Linked DNA regions of Mus musculus: all the other regions are linked to region 1. A link is a contact called in public Hi-C and HiChIP or PLAC-seq data. All regions are on one chromosome and are shown on one strand. Each heading gives the region's core, a stretch centred on a gene start, on an enhancer-like site or on the middle of the called end of the contact. The rest is flanking DNA. Distances are from core to core; before and after follow the strand shown.

Region 1 (3,371 bases), core at 606-3,105:
GCCCACTTCTGTGACAAGGGCCACTGGACAAGAATATATGTTATATACTCCTAAGGCTCGCCTCACAGGAATGAACACAGTCAGGATTCATACCACCAGCATGCTGTGGTGCAGCTATGAGTTCTGTGTGTGTTTCTAGTTTGATTTTGTTTGAGTCTCCAGATTTTCTTTTTCCCTCTCACATGAAAATTTCCCTTTAAATACAGGGTTCCCAAGAGAAATTCGGGCCCCCCAGGGTTCAGTATTTGCAGCACCCAATTTGCAGGTCCTCACCCTTCCAGGAGGAGATAAACAATGAGCTAATTACATTTTTATCTTTCTAATTACCCAAGGATTTGTGTGAAGGAGAGAAGCAGGGGGTAAGCAAGGCTGGGGCACCAGAGGTTTTTGCATCCCCCTTGGTTTGCTAAACTCAAGGTTGCTGCCTGAATTTAGAGGGGAAGAAAGAGAAGTTGCGCTTTCTAAACTTCTTTCCTCTTCCAGATCTGCAACACGACTGGAAGATAAGCTGAGCAAAGAGGATTTCTTGTTGATGGTTTTGTTTTTAGAGAAAAAAATTACAAACTTATGAAAATAAATCCCTCCGTCTTACGTTTGGGGTTGTTTGTTTGTTGTTGTAGTTTGAGCGAGTGGTTTTCCAAGGGAGCAGTGTCTGTCTCGGATGTTAACAGTTTTGGAACAGGACACCGCACTCTCTCTGAAGAGATAGACGTCCTTTTATTTAAAACCTAAGCTTTGCTTTCTTTCAGGTATGGAAAACGCCAGACTGGAGCTTAGGAAGAGCAGCTCCAGGTCTCCCCTCGCCCCCCCCAACCCCCCCCCCCCCACGGCCGAGGCTCACCAGCCATCAGGGAGTACCTGGAGCGGGAGAAGCGCCAAGCGATGCCTGGGCCTCCCAGAAGCTTTAGGGATCGGGTCTGCACACCTTGCGGGTTGCGGTGCGCGGCTCCTGAGCTTTCCCCCTCTACAGCCCTGGGCCAGTGCGGATGGGCGCGGGGGTTCGCGGGCGTGGGAAGGCATACCCTTACCTTGGGGCTTAGAGGCTTCCGTGGTATTGGGCGGGGTCATGGCGATGCAGACGTCGCCCTCGGGGAACTTGTCACATTTGAGCATCTCGGGCCAGTAGAAGCCGAAGAACTGCATGACCGGCTCGCACGAGTCGCGCACGGCCTCGCAGAGCCAGCGACACGGGTAGATGGGCCGGTCCAGACAGACGGGCGCGAAGAGCGAACAGAGGAAGACCTGGGTGCCCATGTGGCAGTTCTTGTTGAGCAGCGGCACCCAGCTGCTGGCCTGCTGCTTCACCTCTGCCATGGTCTCGTGCTCCAGCAGGTTGGGCAGCACCATCTTCTTGTAGCCCACGTTGTGGCACAGCCTCAGGTCCACCGGGATGTCCACGCACTGCGGGGGCTTGGTGTAGAAGCGCCCGCTCTGATACGAGCCGATGTCGGACTGGAAGCTCACGTAGTCGTACTCGCTGGCCGAACCCGCGGCCAGCAGAGCGGCGGCCAACGCCAGCAGCACTCCCGAGGCGGCCCCGCCGCGACCCCGCGCGCTGCGCCCGACGCCCATGTTGCTCGGCGACGTCGGGGCTGCCCACGCTGCCTTCACGCGCGCGTCCCGCTGCAAACTTCCCGGAGCCTCCGGGGACAAAGGCGCAGTGCCGGGCCCCGTCCGGCTCGGCGGCTGCGCGCTGCTCCCCGGGTCTCCGATCGATGGGGTCCTCCGCTGCAGCAGGTCGCCGCGGCGGGGCTGGCGCGGGGCGGGGAGCGCGCGGGGCCGAGTGCTGTCCCGGCTCGCAGAGGCGCGGCGGGCTGCGGGCTGCTGCACCTACTTGCGACGCTGCAGCTCGAATGCGCGGTGTGCGGGTGGCCGAGCCCTGGATCTCCCCGCGCGCAGCCAATCAGCTCCGCGCTGCCGGGAGCCGCTCTCCACACCGCGTCAGTCAGCCGCGCAGTTAACCAATCGCCGCGCCGGCCAGAAGGATCGGTTTACTAGAACTAGACCCAGGTCAACACCCCTTAAAAAGCAAAACCAAAAACTAAGCAAGTACTTTCGAAGGAGGCAAAAGCAAAAGGGAGAGAGTAGTTAGAAGTGCGGGGTGGGTGGAGTCGGAGTTGGACGCTGTAATTAGAGTGAGTCGGTTTGTTTAAAAAAAAAAAAAAGGACTCTTCATAATACTTGCAAATTGATGCAGTTGTGAAGACTTTTTTCTACTTCTTTTCCTAGTTCCAAGGAACAACGCAACAGACCAGCAGCCCTTCGCTCCACGGTTTTAATCTTAGCTGCTTCCCAGCTGCTCGGATGGGCAGGCTGAATTTAGGGAGCTCTTTTAAATTCCCGGGGAGTCTGGGCTTTTGCAAAGACTAAGAGAAGGTGGTGTTTGTGGCTGTGTTCCAGGTGACCGAAGGTAGAACGGGAAAGGGGCTCACTGCGGAGAAGAGCACTGATCATGTGGGTATTAGCTCCCAAGGACAGTTGACGTTTTTAAACGATGTTTTTAAGACCCTACTCAAGTCTCAGCTCTGCAGACAACACATATGTGCACAAACTTACACACACACACACACACACACACACACACACACACAGACGCGTTTGTGGATTAGAAAGCCAAAGCACTAAAAATACCAGCAGTACTGGGTGGGTGGATACCAACTCAAGATACACATGCTAATTCAGAGGTCAAAAACCAAAGGTGTGTCACCCCCTCCCGCATAAGGCAGAAGCCAGGCAAGAAAGAATAACTAAGTCGTCCTCTAGCCTCCCCCACCCCTGACCACACACACCCACTACTCACTTCCTGGGAATTGCTTGAGTGTTCCAAATACTCCCCTTACATTCAGAGAGCTAGGGGTGGGATCTAGAGTAGAGAGGAGACCGCACAAGCAGCCGGAGAAGTTCTCTGGATCACCTCATTCTGTGTTCTTCATAGTGGGTGGAGGGGCAGCAGAGGATGCAGTGTGTTGCGGTACTGGGTGGCAAATGGGTCGCCACTCCTAGTTGCAAAGCCCAACACAGTGGGAGATGCCGCTGGCCCAGGCGGCTGGTTTATAAAGCTCTGGGGAGTCTTGCTTTCCACTCAATAGACCCAATTTCTCCTTTCCGAGTAAAAGCTCCGGAACTTGCAAAGATGCGGGGATCCCTTCTTAAAGCAATCATACACACGCTGATGCTGTGACTCTACTGCGGGAAGCAGCTGCAGCAGGCGGTCAACATGCCTGTCCTTCCTAGGCTGATGAAAGATGCCCAAACCAAACAGGCACATTTGGGTAAGGGAGAAAGTCCATGCGGAGCAAGACTGTGGATGGCCAAGGGTTAATCAAGAAACAGCCCGCAGTGCTCTCCTCCCCGAGGAGCTAAGGAATCAC
Region 2 (3,371 bases), core at 547-3,046, 51 kb after region 1:
ACCAACCCACCCTCACATCCCCCAAAACCAGGAAGAACACCTATCCTACCCTCAGCCCTCCACCCCCACCCCCCCACCTCCTCCCCACCCACCCCCACCCCCCACCCCCACTCCCGTCCAGATGAGGATGCTTAGCCCTTAGAGATTGACAGATGACAACTCAACAGCCCACCAGCCCCTGTCAGGACCACACGATTTAAACCTAACCCTCATGTCAGGACCTTCAGGGTGGGCTGGAGCACCAGGGTCACTCTCTTCCATTTTCCATGTGACTTCTCTCCTCTCTCTTTAGCTGAAATAGTGGGTTCGGTGTGGCCAAGGCTAGCCTATTGAGGCTACCACAGCCTGGGCTTTGCCTTAAAAGGCACCACACACACAGAGCAAACTTGGGGATCAGATACATCGTTGCCCAACCCCTTGGCTGGTGGACTTGGGCTGTCAGATTGTGGAGGAAACATTTGAAGTAGATGCTAGCTTTTAGTTGTTGGTTGTTTTTGTCTTTGTTTTGTCTGAGGTTTTCCTGGGAGCTGTTTGTTTGCTTTGCTGCACTGCAGGAGTTCAAATCCAGGGCCTTGTGCTCGCTGGGCAAAGGCTCTCCCACTGAGCTATTGAAGTAGAGTTTAACTAATTACTCTGGACATGAAGATTTTTCGTAATGGTCAAATCTGTAACGTTGGCTTTTAAAATATTGTCTATGTAATTTCTCTCTTTTTGTTGTTGTTACTGTCCAAATATGTCTTTAATTTTTAACTTATTAACAACAAAGGGGGGCAAGCTGTGGCCAAATCTCTTCTGAGATTTCCTTTTTTTTTTTTTAAATAAAATACAATTACATCGTTGTCTCCTTTTCATATGTATGTATTTCTAAATATATAAATACTACTTGCTCTTAACCTCAGAAAACCTTTTAACTTCTGAAAAGAGAAAGAAGCAAATCCATGTCGTGTCCTGTGGGGATCCAATCTCCTGCAGTCTTAGAGAGGAAAGGCCACTCCTGATGCCTGCTGCTGGACCGCTAGGGACTCCATCAAAAGCATTTCTCAGCAACAGCCTGGGCCATGGAGCCTCAGGCCTGCTTGCAGTGAAAGCAAAACTCAGGATTCCGAGGAAACTAACAGGTATTTTAGAACCTCCCTGGCAGAGAGGGCTGAGCCTGATTGGGGCGGTTCTGAAGAACAAAGCAGCCTTTGCCAGAGCCCTAGTTGGGGCCCTGGGCTGTGAAAGACCCCTGATAGACATGCAAATAGGAAAGGGGGCCTGAATAGCCTGCCATCCCGGCCTGGGAGATAGCACAGCACATGCCCCAGCCAAAAATAACGGTTGCTGTAAGGATCTGTGGGTCAGGCTGAACTGTGCCATTGAACACTTCGCTTTAAAGCGCCTCCGCGATTCTGAAAGGCAATCACGCACTCAGTAGCTTGCCTTAGTTAATTGGGCCGAGGTCTCATCAGCTAATCAGGGAGAGCCTGAAAACTATTATTGGTTACAAAAAAAAAAAAAAAAAAAAAAAAAAAAAAAAAAAAAAACAACTCTTTACGGATAAAAGTGGTTTTTTAAACATTGTTTTTATTTTTAGAGAAAAAAAATCACTATAACTCAAACTTCTGAATTCACAACCTATGGGAAGGAAATAGGTAAGATTTTTATAGAGACTTCAGTAATTCACCTGAGCAAGGTTCAACTGTCAAGATAAGTAGTTAAATTTATGAAATGAACGTGTTAGGAGCCCTCCGCAACACTCCAGCGCTCCCTGAGGGTCTTGTCTTGGGGAACACACAGGATGGCCGGTGTCCCATGCTCCTTCAATAGGCTGAGCCCTGAGAAACAGCAACAAAAGCCCACTGATGGGCCCTGGTCACAGTCCGGAGGAGTCGCTTCTCAGAGAGCAAGGTAGCAGGCTGTGCCAAACCTTCCTTCCTTTCTAGACAGGCTTCGGTATGGGGCTGTGACCGGCCATTCACAATCGTTAGCACAAGAAAAACACCTCATAGCACACGTTTCTTATCTCTAGCTAAAGGTTTGCTTGCTTCCTTGCTCTGGTGCTTGGTGGGATACAGAGTAGTTATCTGAGAACTGTATCGGTTCCTGTCTTAAATAAAGATATAAAAGTAACTGTCGCTACAAAGAAGGGAAACAGAATTGAGTCATATGCAACAGGTTAGCTTAAGGATAGCCCCAGAAACTGGGGGCAACCTGGGTTAACCTGGGCCAGTTCCTCCTTCTCAGTAAGGCAACCTCCCCCGCACCCCTTGCTGCCTGTAGCTCCAGATAGAGTTCTCAGCTACGTTTCCAGTACCATGACTGCCTTTACGTGACCATGTTCCCCACCATACTAACGAACTAAACCTCTGAAACTGTAAGCAAGACCCAATTAAATGCTTTCCTTTGTAAGAGTTGCTGTGGTCATGGTGTCTCTTCACAGCAATAAAACCCTAACTAAGACACTATGTTTTCTTCTAGAAGTTTCGGTGTTTTCAGGTTTCGGATTTAGGTCTTTGACTCACTTGGAGTTTTCGAGTTCGTTTTTTTTTATGCACGGTGACAGATAGGAGTCTAATTTCATTCTTCTGCTTATGGGTATCCATCTTTCTTTTTTAAAAATGAAATGGCTGTAGTTATATGTACTCATGTGTGGGTCTTTGCTTTGTCCCATAGATTGCTGTCATGTCTGTTTTTATGTCAGTATCATTGGTTGTGGTTATTGTTGTAGTTTGAGGTTTTTTTTTTTTTTTTTTTTTAACATAGCTTAAAATATGGAATGATAATTCCCCTTTGCTCTGTTATTTTTGCTTTTGGCTATCAGGGCCTTTTGTGCTTCCAGATGAGTTTTGGGGTAGTTTTCCCCTCATTTCTATGAAGAATGAGTTGGGAGTTTTAATTAGAATTGCATTGAATCTGAAAAGAGCGTCTGGTAGAGTAGTCACTTCCATAATATTGTCAGTCCATTTGCATTGTATATCTTGCCATTCTTCCTGAATCTCTTAATTCAGAGTTTTGAAGTTTCCACCATAGATGTCTTTCACATCCTTGGTTAGGTTTATTCCTAGATATTTTTACTTTCTTTGATGCTGTCTGTGAATGCAAGCGTGTCCATTATTTTTCCCATGATGTTTGTTGTCGGTGTGTAGAAAATCTATGGCTTTTTCTACGTTGATCCTGTGTCCTGACACTTTGATAAAACTGTTGATAGTATCTAGAATTTTTCTGGTGGGATTCTGGAACCTCTTGTGTGTAATATCATGTTGTCTGCAGACAGAAATTGTTGGGTTTTCTTTTCTTTTCTTGTTTGTATCCCTCCAGTTTTCATCTCTTGTCTTATGGCTGGTGGACCAAGGATGGTGGAGAGATAAAGGTACACTTGGGAAACTTGT
Region 3 (3,371 bases), core at 630-3,129, 43 kb before region 1:
CCCAGGACAGCCACATTGCACAGTGACATCAACATAACTCAAGGAACTTGCATCCTAATGCATATACATACTAACACAGATGCTTTTCAACAGCCCCCACATATAAACATACAGACTATAAACAAACAAACACACACCTTGTTGGCTGGTTTTATGCCAACTTGACACAAGCTAGAGTCATTTGGGATGAGCGACTATCAATTGAGAAAATGCCTCAGTAAGATTTCCCTGTAGGAAAATCTGTAGTATTACTGAAAAATAATCTGTGATCAATGAGGGAGGACCCAACTCCTTGTGTGTGGTCCATGAGCTGTTGGACCTGAGTTCTTAGAACAGCTGACTGAGCAAGCCAGAAGAGAACAAGTCAGTAAAGAGTGATCTTTCATGGTCTCTGCTCCTTCAGGTTCCTGCCCTGTGTCCCTCAGTGTTGAACTTATTATAGGCTGTAAGATGGTATAAAACTTTTCCTCCCTAAATTACATTGATCAGTGTTTTATCATAGCAATAGAAACCCCTCTCTCTCTCTCTCTCTCTCTCTCTCTCTCTCTCTCTCTCTCACACACACACACAGACACACACACACATACACACACACACACACACACACACACACACACACACACTGATACCAACACAAGCTCTGATGTCACACACAAACACCTTGATACTACTGCATACACACACTCCCCCCCCCACACACACACACAAACAAACACATTGATACCAACAGGGCTCTGATACTACACAAATACCCTGATACTACTACTATTTCTTCTTCTTCTTCTTCTTCTTCTTCTTCTTCTTCTTCTTCTTCTTCTTCTTCTTCTTCTTCTTCTTCTTCTTCTTCTCCTTTTCTCCTTCTCCTTCCCCTTCCTTCCCCTTCCTTCCCCTTCCCCTTCTCCTTCCTTCCCCTTCCCCTTCCCCCTCTTCCCCTTCCCCTTCCTTCCCCTTCCCCTCCTCCTCCTCCTTCTTCCTCTCTCTCTCTCTCTCTCTTTTTCACACACACACACATACACACTGATGCCACAAAACATACTGATACTACCACACACACACACACACACACATTTTGATGTCATATACAAATCCTGATACCAATATACTCATACTCTGATACTATCACTCACCCACCACACACAAATGCCATGATGCTTCACACACACACACACACACACACACACTCTGATACTACCACCCATATACCCTCACACATGTTCTGATCACACACATGAACACATACACACACACATACATGTACACATACTCTGATATCACCACCCATCCACCCTCACACATTCACACATGTTCTGATCACACACACACAACACACACCCAAACACACCCTGATATTACCACATACCCACCCATACATACACACATGCCCTGATGCTCCCCCCCACACACACACACCCTGATACCACCCACTCATAATAATAAGAGACCCGTTCTTCTTACTCTAGTATAGGGCTTTTTTTCCTCCCCTAACATTCTCCTCCTTAAAAATAAAAATGAGAAATGGGGCAAAAATCCCAAGACTCCCTAAAGAATTTAGCTGCTCAATTTATGATCTACCACTGTTCCCATTGCAAACAAGTTTCATATGCACCATGCAAGCAAATGCACCCTAAGATCCCAGGAGGAAAGCGGTGCTCATGGGAGAAGCTGATGAGATCTTAGCTGCAGGGCAGCCAAGCTGGGCTTGGCGTGTTTATTGCAGAATCTGCATGCTCTCAAGACCTACATTCATTCCGGAAAGTGGACACGGGCCTTCCTTTTTTCATGTAGCCTGGCTCATTTTCAGCACAGGTCAAGTTCAAATGCTTCCTACAGCCTGGACAACGACTGGGCCTTGAAGAACACCAGGTGGTTCTGATTAGGTCTCCTTCAGCGGAGAACCCAATCAATTCCAAGGTCGAAGTTCCTGTCCTTGCCTTCCAGGCCCAAGTTCCAATACAGATGGAATGCAACTGCCCCAGCTGGGAAGCAAAATCTTGATTTCTTCTTTCCACCTAGCCTTTCACAACAAGAAAAACAAAAGGCAAAAAAGGGAGAGAAAGGGGGAGAGAGAAAGGGCGAGAGAAGGAGAGAGAGGGAAGGAGAAGAGAGAAGAGAAGAGAAGAGAAGAGAAGAGAGGAGAGGAGAGGAGAGGAGAGGAGAGGAGAGGAGAGGAGAGGAGAGGAGAGGAGAGGAGAGGAGAGGAGAGGAGAGGAGAGGAGAAAAGAAGAAAAGAAAAGAAAAGAAAAGAAAAGAAAAGAAAAGGAAAGGAAAGGAAAGGAAAGGAAAGGAAAGAAAAGAAAAGAAAAGAAAAGAAAAGAAAAGAAAAGAAAAGAAAAGAAAAGAAAAGGCTAGAAAATGAGGCCCCAGAGATTAGTTTGGACATCGCCACCGTCTGTAAATCAGCATTTTAATGAGTTAAGTGCACATGAATCAGAAACACAAGGGTCACATTTCCTCTCAAATACTTGAGGGTGGGGGTGTACAACACACTCCAAATTTGGCCTAATCCAAAATCAGGAAGCAGGCCAGACCCTTGTCAAGCCTCCCTTGTCCTGATGTTTGGCTCAGCAACCAGGAGTGGTTCCCTCAAGGCCCTTAACCCTGCAGGCTTGCAGCAGAAGGTGCACGTGATAAACCCCAGCAGCCCACGGCAATCCACAGCAAGGATGCCAATGGCCAGGCAGAGCAGAGCAAGCCCCCCTCCACACACACACACAAAGCCTACGGAATGGTCTGATGTGGAAATTTCAGTAGGAAACCAGCAATTACAGGAGAAGAAACAGGTGACGATGGTCACTTCAGGGTATCAGAGAGTTAAAAGGCAGAGCAGCTTTTTCTCTGGAGCAAAGAAAGGGTAGGATGTTCTGGCCGGGGGAAGCTGTGGCCTGTCTCTAAGCCAAGGGTCCCAAGGGTGACTGTGTGTGTTCTCCTTACCTTTATTTAGAAGCTGAACCCACCCGCTATGGCTGAGTCTACTTCTCTTGCACAAACTCCCTCGCCTCCATCAGGCAGGGAGGAGTAGACATCAGATGCGGATGAGATGAGTACCTGCTGGGGACCCAACTGGCAGTTCAGCCTGAGGACCCCAGAAATGAGCAGGTAGGAGGGAGAGAAGTGCCCCGGGGGGGGGGGGGGCGGGACTCAGGACAAAGAAGGAGTCACAGTAAGGAAGGCCTAGGACGGAAGATTCCGGCTAGGAGCCAGCCTTCAACACACCAGTCACCCTCTTCCTTCATGGAGTCGTGGTACAGCCAAACTGATGTTAGTTCCTGACCTGGGGAGAGGCATCCTTTCCTTCCCATCTGCTAATGAAAACAAACATGGATGTCTTGTCCTGACTAACATCGGACCTGACTGTCCTCAGTCTCCATCAG

Evidence for each region. Hi-C and Micro-C count contacts between places; a contact is called where the count stands out from the background. HiChIP or PLAC-seq counts read pairs in DNA pulled down with a chosen protein or histone mark.
Region 2: a contact with region 1 is called in an H3K27ac HiChIP or PLAC-seq map of embryonic stem cells, with 6 read pairs. The contact joins the enhancer-like site here to the promoter of Sfrp1 in region 1. A contact is called at or near these places in 1 of 39 promoter capture datasets (cancer-associated fibroblasts), 23 of 484 Hi-C or Micro-C datasets (the HL-1 cell line, adipose-derived mesenchymal stem cells, embryonic fibroblasts and 7 more), 12 of 115 datasets of contacts at active chromatin or transcription factors (cardiomyocytes, craniofacial prominence, embryonic forebrain and 2 more) and 3 of 9 other capture datasets (adipose tissue, embryonic stem cells and liver).
Region 3: a Hi-C map of uterus shows a contact between it and region 1, with 1.6 times the contacts expected there. The contact joins the enhancer-like site here to the promoter of Sfrp1 in region 1. A contact is called at or near these places in 2 of 484 Hi-C or Micro-C datasets (both in uterus) and 2 of 115 datasets of contacts at active chromatin or transcription factors (both in embryonic stem cells).

The regions. Positions count from the first base shown.
Region 1 is chr8:23,409,986-23,413,356 of GRCm38.p6, reverse strand. It overlaps Sfrp1 (secreted frizzled-related protein 1), which reads right to left and starts at 1,855. Exons shown (of 3, transcript NM_013834.3): 1 at 1,029-1,855. The coding sequence starts at 1,572.
Region 2 is chr8:23,358,871-23,362,241 of GRCm38.p6, reverse strand. No RefSeq gene overlaps it. Among named protein-coding and RNA genes, the nearest start is that of Gm30370, 44 kb to the left of the region's middle. Within about 2 kb of position 1,796, at least 40 of the 459 cell types and tissues checked have an H3K27ac peak or open chromatin away from gene starts, as enhancers often do. A contact at or near this core is called in embryonic forebrain, embryonic stem cells and neural progenitor cells, where this site is marked.
Region 3 is chr8:23,453,444-23,456,814 of GRCm38.p6, reverse strand. No RefSeq gene overlaps it. Among named protein-coding and RNA genes, the nearest start is that of Sfrp1, 44 kb to the right of the region's middle. Within about 2 kb of position 1,879, at least 20 of the 459 cell types and tissues checked have an H3K27ac peak or open chromatin away from gene starts, as enhancers often do. A contact at or near this core is called in uterus, where this site is marked.